2 separate regions of the Capra hircus genome follow, and region 2 is linked to region 1. Evidence: chromatin contacts called from public Hi-C data. All regions are on one chromosome and are shown on one strand. Each heading gives the region's core, a stretch centred on a gene start, on an enhancer-like site or on the middle of the called end of the contact. The rest is flanking DNA. Distances are from core to core; before and after follow the strand shown.

What was found. A called contact is a pair of places that touch in the nucleus more often than the background predicts.
Region 2: a Hi-C map of blood shows a contact between it and region 1, with 12 times the contacts expected there. The contact joins two enhancer-like sites. A contact is called at or near these places in 2 of 5 Hi-C or Micro-C datasets (both in blood).

Annotation. Positions count from the first base shown.
Region 1 is chr1:142,907,518-142,912,451 of ARS1.2, reverse strand. CRYAA (alpha-crystallin A chain) reads right to left here. Exons shown (of 3, transcript XM_005675651.3): 3 at 4,600-4,934. The coding sequence ends at 4,832. Among named protein-coding and RNA genes, the nearest start is that of CRYAA, 4.9 kb to the right of the region's middle. Within about 2 kb of position 1,266, at least 3 of the 5 cell types and tissues checked have an H3K27ac peak or open chromatin away from gene starts, as enhancers often do.
Region 2 is chr1:143,288,481-143,293,513 of ARS1.2, reverse strand. It overlaps HSF2BP (heat shock factor 2-binding protein), which reads left to right. Exons shown (of 9, transcript XM_005675652.2): 4 at 2,515-2,618. Among named protein-coding and RNA genes, the nearest start is that of HSF2BP, 18 kb to the left of the region's middle. Within about 2 kb of position 2,118, at least 3 of the 5 cell types and tissues checked have an H3K27ac peak or open chromatin away from gene starts, as enhancers often do.

The sequences.
Region 1 (4,934 bases), core at 17-2,516:
GGAGGTTTCCCCTCGAGGTAGCAAAGCTGGCAGGAAACATCTTTGTGTGACTGTGTCTTCAAGTTCAAGTACAAATCAGACACAGAGGAAAGTCAATGAGAAGCAGAAAATAGAGCCTGCTCGAGGTTGTTGCGGGTGTGTGTGTGTGTTCTCCGTGTGCATGGATGTGCAGGTGTGCACACATGTGCACTTGTTGCTCCATGTGTTGTATGGTGTGCACACGTGCTTGCGTGCCTGTGTGTGTCTGCACGTGTATGTGACTTGCTCAGTGTGTGTGTGTGTGTGCACATGCGTATCTTCTACTTGGTTCTGTTTTTCTGACAGCAGCCTGCACACATAGGCATGGGGTCGCCCGCCTCCCCTGGCCCTGCAAATTCAACCCTTGGCCGGGGATCTTGGAGGAAACCCGCAGCAGAGCACCCTGCCCAGTGACCGCAGCAGCCAGGGAGCTGGCCCTGACGTGGGCCAAGTGGGGGCTGCAGCCTGTGTCCGGGCCACCACTCAGCTGCCTGCGGCCTGAGTGGGAATCCCCTTCCAGCACCACTACTGCCCTCACTGTTGCAGCACGTGCCTGCCCGTGGGGACGCAGGTCCAAGCATCGACCCTCAGATCCCAGGCCCCATTGCAGTTTTTCCACTTTCAAATGTCTCTCTGACACGTGTGCATAAGCCTCTGGGTCTCAGCCCGCTCCCCAGTAGCCACACACAGCATCTGGTTGGAAAGACCTCTGAGCCCATGACCTGACCACTTGTGCCAGGCTCTGAGGCTGCCCATGGGGGCCGCATGCCCTCCTGGGACATGGCAGGACAGAAGCTGCTCTGTGAGTCTTCCCAGCAGCGGCTGTGGGGGAAGGGAGACAGGTGGCTGGGGCGGGCTGACATACCTCATCATTCTGTGTGGGAGGAGATCCCGCCAGGGCTGCGGGAACCCCCAGCACGGTGCTGGTCTGCCAAGGCAGTGATTTCCACTTTTTTCAAATGATTTTGCAAAAAAAAATAAATAAATAAGGCAAAAACTGCTTATTACTGAGAAATACCCCTGGATCCCTATGGGGCTTTCTGTGTCTGTTTTGGAGTCCTCTGCAGGACACTGGCTCCCTGAGTCAGGATGGGGGTCTCTCAGAGCTCTCTACACAGCCAGCCCTGCCCACACAGCGAGGGCCTCTGCGGATGTGTCTTGCGGCTGCTTCCCGCGGTCTGGACCCATGAAGGTGACCTTTGTGACAAGCTCCCTGCTTCCTTCCGGCGTGGTCTCAGCAGCCAAGGCAAAGCCTCTGCTGCCATCTGGTGATAAAACTTGGAGTGGCAAGTGGTCGTCTGGGAACTAGACACCCCAGGACCATCTTGTCTACCACCCTCGTAAACTGGTGATACTCAGAGGGTTTGATAAACCTGTCTGTGGTCACATAATGAGTTGCCTGCAGAACAACCAGGCTGACTTCCTCAGAGCCCCTGACTTACAGGTTAGGGGCGATGCTGTATAATAATACCCATCGAGTAGGGGTTCAGAGTCTTGCCCTTGAGGTCAAGCAGATGGGGTGGGTCCTGGCCAGGCCCTCACCAATGGGGAACGCCAGGCAAGGGACTCAGCCTCCAAGCCTGGGTTTCCCCCTAACAGTGGAGCCCATTACAGGTGGCTGGGCTGTCTGGGGGGCTGCCAGCTGCCAGTGCGGTTGGCATGGTGCCTGGCACACAGTAGGTGCTCAATCAGTGCTCTTGCTGCCGCTTCTGCTGACTCCAGTGATGACATTATGACAATAATTATGATCTCACCACTCAGGTTGAATATGAGACGCTTCTAGGGAACAGGATTGTTCCTGCTCCAGAACCTCGTAACCACATTCAAGCTTGTGTTTGCCGGGTTGAGATGCTGTGCCCCTCCCCACAGAGATGTAGAATGAGGCCTGAGGGAGGAGGCGGATCCTCGCAGGACTGCCTTCCCCCACACTCACCCTGCCCAGGGACACGGTCACTCTTCCTGAGACATCCCCAGACTCACCGGGTCGTAGGTACCACTGGAGTCATCAGGCACACAGACTCCCGACTCCAGCCCCACAGGCTCCAGTTCACTGGGTCTGGGCTGGGGCCCTGGCATCTGTATTTTTGCAGCACTCTGCTGGGTCCCACAGGCCGGCAGGTTTGCGAGATGCTGACCAATTCCACCTTCCGGTTGATTCCGACAGGAAGGTGGTTCCGGTCGTGGGGACAGCCACGTGTCTTAGAGAGGGGAGGGCCAGGTTTGGTGGCCCAGGCCTGTGGAGTCCCCCCGCCAAGGAGAGAGGTGTCCCCCAGGAGAGATGTGGCCAGAGGTTCCCCAGGACAGGTGGGGGCCTGGCACCCACACAGGTGATGCACTCCAGGCCTGTATCAGGTAGACGGACATGAGCCTGAAGAAGGGAGCAGACAAATATCACAGACAGGGAGGCCTAAACAGCAGAAGTTCATTTTCTCATGGCCCTGGAGGCTGGAAACCTGAGCTCAAGGCTTGTGTCCTCTAGGGCCTCCCTCCTGGGCGTGTAGCCAGCCAGCTCCTCCCCGTGTTCCCAGGTGCTTGTCCTTCTGCACATGTGTCTGTGTTCTAACCTCCTCTTCTTATAAGGACACTGGTCCCGTGGGGTTTGGAGTCACCCTTACAACCTCATTTAACTTCATCACCCTTTCAAAGACCCTCGTCTCCAAAACGGGCTCCCCAGGTGGCACTAATGGTAAAGAATCTGCCTACCAATGCAAGGGACATAAGAGACCCAGGTTCGATCCCTGGGTTGGGAAGATCCCCTGGAGGAGGAAATGGCAACCCACTCTAGTATTCTTGCCTGGAGAATCCCCATGGAGAGGACCCTGGCGGGCTACAGTCCATAGGGTGGCAAAGAGTTGGACACGACTGAGCAAGTGAACAAGGATGTCTCCAGAAGAGTCACCTTCTGAGATGCTGGCGTGAGGACCTCAGGATGGAGACTAGGGGCTCACAGCTCAGCCCGTGACCAGGCTGGGAAGGAACCACAGTGAACACAAGAGCAGCGGCCTTCAGTGACAACTCTGTCCTGGCTGCAGCCAGACCCACAGACCCAGGCCCCCCAGACCCGAGCAGTAGAGGCCAGTGTGCACAGAGGCGCCTTCTGGGGGTACCCGAGAGGAGCAGGGAGCCTCAGAGACTCTGATTTTCCTAAATACCCGCCACCTCCAAAGATACCCCCCCAGACCCCAGGGGCAGTGGCCATTTGCACCAGTTACACAGGGTTCCCCCTTCTCCACGGATGTGGGTGCAAAGGCAGGAGGGGGGCAGGGGGCTTCCTATTGGAAGGACGGGGCAGGTAGGGGTGGGAAGAGCCTGGAGGAACTCCCACAGAGGGAGGACCCTTCTGTAGACAGGGGCCAGACCTAGAGAAATGCCAGGCCACAAGGGCACGTGTGTGTGTGTGTGTGTGTGTGTGTGTGTGTGTGTGTGTGTGTGTTTCACTGCTTTCCACTAAAAACCCCCGAACAGCAGCTGTTTCCCTGTGTTGCTCAGGGTCACTTCTGGAAGTCCTCCCCTCTTGGTGTCATTTCTCCAGAAGGAAGAACATGGACACCACCCCAAGGACCATCCCACTGACCCCATCAGGCTGCCCAGGGCCCCCAGCCTCTGCTCCCTAGACAGGGACACCTCCGACCCGGGCGTCTGCCTGCTTTCTGCTCCCAAAAGCCACATCTAGCCCCACCGGTCTCTCCCTGGTCACCGTGCTGCTGGCAGGGCCCCTGGCTGAGCCCCCTGCCAGCTCTCCAGTGGAGGCTGCTGGCCTCCTAGTCTCTTCCTGTCTCAGGGGAGTCTGGGCAGACAGGGAGAAAGCCACCCCTCTGGGTGAGGGACACTCAGCCCTGGTCACCAGAAGCCCCCCGAGGGCCCCGTGACTGCTCCAGGAAGGGAGTGGCAGAGCGAAGGGGGCACCTCCCACACAGATGCCCAGGGCGTGGTGCCTAGGAGAACGGACACTTCTGACCACCTGCCCTCCTCCCTTAGGGAGCGAAACCGCAAGGGAGCCTGGACGGGATGATGAGGCCTCACTTGGCAACCCAGTTTGCACGCAGGTTAGAGAGGGGACCTCAGGTGCTCTCCCTCCCATGTCCCCTGCCCCGCCTCCTTCCAACCCTGCATAGCTGAGGTCAAGGGGCGCACTGTTCTGGGAGCCGGGGATGAACTACCTGGTCACTCAGACCAGGGTTGAACAGAGACGGGTGGACCCAGCCTCCCCTCCCCCTCACCTCCCAACCCAACGACAAGCCCCGTCTCGCCTTCTCCACTGCTCCCCGACCCCCTCGACCCCGGACAGATGGCACCGCCACCACATCGCAAGTTGCTTCTGTCACCTGCTCTTTATTGATTGCCACGGGCTGCCTTCCCATGGGTGACCAGGTGCCCCAAGAGCGGCACTACAGAGAGGAGGGTTGAGGGAAGGGGGTCTGAGAGGCCAGGCGCAGGGGAGCCCCCACCAGATGGACCTCATGAAGGCGCCTGCCACCCGGGGCCGCGACCACCCGGCTGGGCCTGGAGAGCGGAGGCCACCCAGAGATGGCTCGGAGAGGGGTGCTCTCTGACCTCCGCGGCAGAAGCTGTGATGGCAACCACTTCCCCCGAGGGGCTGGTGCTGGGACCCGGGTCACTCTGAGGCCTCCGCACCACAGGCTGAGGCCCTGGGCCCTCCGGGCTACTCTCTCAAACCCTCAAGCCCTCGGAGAAGAGGAAAAGGAACTGGAGAAGGGGGAAGCAGAGGGAGACGGATGCCCCACTTTCTAGGGTCCCCTAGATGGGTGGGTGCGGGGGCCGCAGCGGGTGGCAGCCGAGGCCGAGGCCGAGCTTAGGATGAGGGCGCAGAGCTGGGCTTCTCCTCCCGGGACACGGGGATGGCCCGCTCGCTGTGGCCGGCGTCCACGCCAGATGGGACTTTGGGGCCAGAGAAG
Region 2 (5,033 bases), core at 869-3,368, 380 kb before region 1:
CTTTGCAACCCCGTGGACTGTAGCCCGCCAGGCTCCTCTGTCCATGGGGTTTCCCAGGCAAGAATACTGGAGGGGGTTGCCATTTCCTTCTCCAGTGGATCTTCCCAACCCAGGGTTTGAACCCTCGTCTCCTGCGTTGGCAGGCAAATTCTTTACCACTGAGCCACCAGGGAAGACCATATAATGCACTGTATGTATTAGTGTATTATTTCTGTCTTTGATTTTTTTAAAAAAACTGTAGAAGGATGAGACATAAAATAGCCAAGCCTTTTCTCTCTTCAAGGATTAGCAGAAGATTATGTAAAGAAGTGAAGTTCGTTTACGTGACAAATATTTGTACAGTGCCACTCGGTGCCATGTCCTAGGCATGTCGCTCATGTTCTAAGTATGTGGGATTATCAGTACACAGGAGGATGCATGCCCGTCTGTTTTAGGGGCCAAGCTGAACAAGCGAGTTTTGTCAGGAGGTGGCGGCAGTGCTCCAGTTTGGCCACCAGGTGGCGGCCTCATCCTGAGAGCTGGGAGTGGGTGGCAACCCTGACACAGCCTTTGAATACTGTGGGGTCGAGTCGGACCGTTTAACCTCATCCTTTTGTTGTGTTAACCTACAGTAAGGTCATTAGCAGTTTTGTAGAGTGAGAGATTATGACATTATTGTAAAGAGTCTTCTGGGTGGTCTTAATTCCTCCATAGTTTTACATGTAAGACTTGTAGGAGTGTGATTTCCTATCTTCTTTACCGTGTTTGAGGAATATACAGTTTAGTAATAGAAGAAAACATTAAAAGTTAACTGCAAAGAAAAAGTTTTATGCTATTAATGATTTTATTTTAGTTAAAAAAATTTTTTTTTTTGGTTTGTGACCATTTGCAGTTCACATTTCACTCATAATTATCTATGTTTTCGTTTAACATTGTTACAAAATGCAGATATGTAGTTTTCAAAGCATAGCACTTGATCAGTATAGTTGGTTTCTTGGGTGGCCAGGACTAGTGGGACAAAATAAAGATTTCCAGTGTAAGTCATACTGGGTGTGATACATCCTAAAAGGGCAGAAAAGAGAACTGATGTGAAGGAGAAGAAGGGGTCCTATACTGCTTCACCCGTTTCTAAGGAACTCATTTTAAGAGAAGCTTTGCCAGTGGATTCACAATCATTAACTGAATATCTAGCTTTAGGTTTTAATCTCCTGCTCTGGCAAAGGATCTCTGGAAAATGTAATGAAAGTGTCAGTTGCTCAGTCGTGTCTGACTCTGTGACCCCATGACTCTGTGACTGGAAATGGCAACCTACTCCAGTATTCTTACTTGGAGAATTCCATGGACAGAAGAGCCTGGTGGGCTACAGTCCATGGGGTCGCAAAGAGTCAGACACAACTGAGCGATTTCCACTCCCAGGGGATTCGGATGTGCTGTAAAGCCTGAGAATCAATGTCCCGAAGTGTTCCTACTTCAGTGAGTTACACCAGTCGCTCTGAGCACACGTCCACTCAGGTCTTGGTATATGTTAGCTTTGAAACGTGATATCTTAGTCTTTGGGATCAAGCCACTTAAAGCTTTTTTTGTTTTTTAAATGGGAAACGCTTTAATAAGAGACTGTTTTCATAGGCAACCAATTAGCAGACTAATGAGCCATTTAAATTTCTTTACTTAAAACCAGTATTCAAGAAAGGTGAACCCCAAATGCAGCCTCTTACTGCTAACCAGACTATGCACAGATGTCAGTGGGCGTGCCATGAGCGTGCTGTGTGCCACTGAGGCGGGCCCCCCACCCCCAGCCCTGGGCCCTGGCAAACAGAGAGCAGTGATTGTTCACCGGAGGCACTGAAGACTGAGTTACCTTTTTTCTTGGTTTTCTGAATGTCAGTGTTTCTGTAGCGTACTATTTTTTATTTAAACTTGATTATCTGGTTAATTTCAGATTCATGAACATGGATGTCTTTTGGGAATTTTGTTGGCCATGTGACTCATTATCTGGGCGAGTACGGTGGCGAGGAAGCGTGCCCTCCTCCCCGCCTCTCACTGTGGCCTTTTCTCTTCTCATCTCTGTGGCTGTTGCCTCACTGCTCCATTGACAACGGCGGCAGCTGTTGTCGTGGAGCCAGTCTGCCAGCGGGTGAGACGAGTGTGTGAATCAGCCCGGCTGGCACCATCTCCTTGCTGAACTGCCTTCTGCTTTTTATGGAGCACATAGGAGTGTGTGCCACGAGACGGTTGGGCTGCCCAGCCCTGCCTGCACTCCTTTAAACAACACTCTTTCCTAGAACCTTCAGTGTAAGTCTGGTGGTGAAACGAAGTCTTAAAAAAAAGCAGAAAACAAAGAAGGTACTTTCTGCTATGGGCAAAAAGGTGACAGAAACTTAAAAAGCAGGACGTTAGAATGTTGGTTATCCCAGCACTGGTTATGTGAGAAATCCTACCTAAGAAATCAGGCTTTCCTAAGAGAAAATGAAGCAAAATGCATGGTCAGGAGAGATCAGTGACTTGAAATACTGAGTATTCTTGTGTCTCTTGTAGACCTGGAGAGGAAGGAGCAGGAGTTAGAGCAACTGAGGATGGACTGTGAGCACTTCAGAGCCCGCCTGGAGTCCGTGCAAGCAGACAGCGTGAGGGAGAAGAAGGTATGATGCTCACCAGGCCACAGGAAGCGCCTGCGCCATGTTTGTGGCCACAGTCTAGCCCTTATGCCTCAAGACACTGTATTTTCAAATGTATTTATTCTGAATGGGTTGGAAAACAGTTGATCATTTGGATTTGACAACCATTTAACATGGAGGCTGTTTACTTGGTGCCTTTTGATAGTCACTTACTGTTAATTTCTGTGTTAAAAGACCAATCCATGTCATTAAAATTCATAATAATCCTGAAAAAATCATGTAGTAATTATTTGTAATTAGAGCTAGATATATAAATAGAAACATGTTTAATTAGGAGGTCACTTCTGATATTTTGGAAATAACCAATTGCATTTCATTTTAATATTTGGGGAGACATAACATTTCTTAAAAACTATACATTTTCTTTTCATGGAATAAGTTATTTCCTCTTCTATAAAGCTAGAGCTGTTCGGAATTTGGAGCTTGATTGTGTCTTTATTTTGGGACAGTACAATAGAAACTGGTGACAGCATCCAGGGCGTGTTGTTGCCTGTGTGCTGGGAGGTGTTCGTGACTGTCATGCCGCTCACTGGTTTCTGCAGCACAGCTGGGTCAGCAAGCGCTGTGAACCTGGAGAGATGCTGGGAGCCTGGCTGGGTCCCACCGCCTGTGTGCTCAGCTCTGTTTCACGCCTCCTCCTTGTGTGGACGAGTTCTGAGTGTTTGTGGCTAAAGTGGAGGGTTCCCCAAACTGGTGGATTTTGTATAGACTTCATTTTTTCCCCACAGCGCTTGATTATTTATCAAGAATAACTGTTCCTTAGCCCAGATATACATAATTTCATAGTTAAGGAATACAGGTAAGTGACAAACTTGCGTGGAACTCAACCCAGAGACATTCCTTACATTCTGGAATCACATTGCACTCTGAAAGATAGCAGCCTTCCTCCTTGCTGCAAAGTCTTTTATGGAATGTCTGTAGAAATTTCTGCATATGCCTTCTTTTGTGATTCAGCCAAAGCAAGCTTACAGAAAGCTGCAACTCCCAGGGGTACAGCAAGCGCTCCAACAATGTGAGATCGCAGACGCTTGGCCAGAGGACCATGTGTCTGAAGTTTCGTCAAAGAACTGGGAGCCCTGGGAGCTTTTCTCCTTGACTGCTCAATGATGACGTCCTTCCAGACTGATAGACTCTAATATCAAGTAGGTAGGGAAGATCAGGGAAGAGTTTCAGTCTCAGAACTGTTAGGGTGTGTGTCACTTACTGAAAGCTGACATTGTAGCTCAGTCATACTCAGTTTAGATCATGATAGACCAAGATGGGTGCATGATTAATTTGTCTGGACCTAAAAGTTTCATTGTCCAAAAGAAGTTGACCTGCAGGCAAGAAGGAATTGGATAAATGTGACCAATGCAATCCCCTGATTCAGTACTCCTTAAAATGTCGGGACATCTTGGCTAAGGCTGAAGCTTAAATTGGGCAGAATCTTAGATTTTTTGTTTCTTAAATTGATAAGCATAGGAAAAAATGCATATTTGTTGGCATTTTAGATGTTATGCTAAAAATAAGCCACCCTGGGAAAGTGCCAGAATAAAGGGCAAACAGCTGCAGTGAAGTAGCGTCAGGTCACAGCATGGTTCTGCCCAGACACTTTGACCTTAGTTAAAAGGTGGGCGTATTTTAGGTTAGACTATTTCCAGTTAAGTTTCCTGTTTAATAGTCCCTCCTGTTTAACATGGGTGGGAGGCCCTGTGAGTGTTCTGTGACAGGGCTTGTCTCTTCCTGCTGTAGGGAGCTGGCCGCTGCCTTTTCTGCCCAGGGCTGAACAGATCGTGTGGCTAGACTCTGCAGGCTTATTTTAGAGTTGAGGAACCAGGAAAGAATGCAGGACTGGATCCTGAATTAGAGCATTGCTGGTAAGACACCAGTCTGGGGAAAAGTCATGGGGAGAATGCAAACGTCACTCAAACCAGCATGTAAGGAAAGACAAGAGGTCAGAATGTGGACTCAGAATTCTAAAGACATGTGCTCACCCCCAGAGCTTAGTCCCAGGGACCAGCAAAGCTTGGCTCCTGCCCTCTCCCCGCTCCACCCCACCCCGCCCCGTTGAGGTGTTTACTCAGTGGAGTCAATGGAAGAGCCTCGATGGGTCTTGATGTGATCTAGGAGGCGGGCTGGGAGAGTTCTGGCAGTGGCAGCCTTTGAACTTGAGAAGAAAGAGCCAGTGAATTGTTGGGGGATATCTCTCTGAATGACTTTGGAAGGCTTGTGCTGTTGTTATAAAGCCAGCTGTGGCTTCCCACCGTGTCTCTGCTGGCTGAGATTTTAGTGCCTGACCCTGCTTCCCCATGTGTGTGGACTGGTCACAGACAGTGGGCGGAGTCCCTGTGTTGCCTCCAAGGAGCTGCGTGTTTGTGGCTTACTTATGGCTTCATTCTC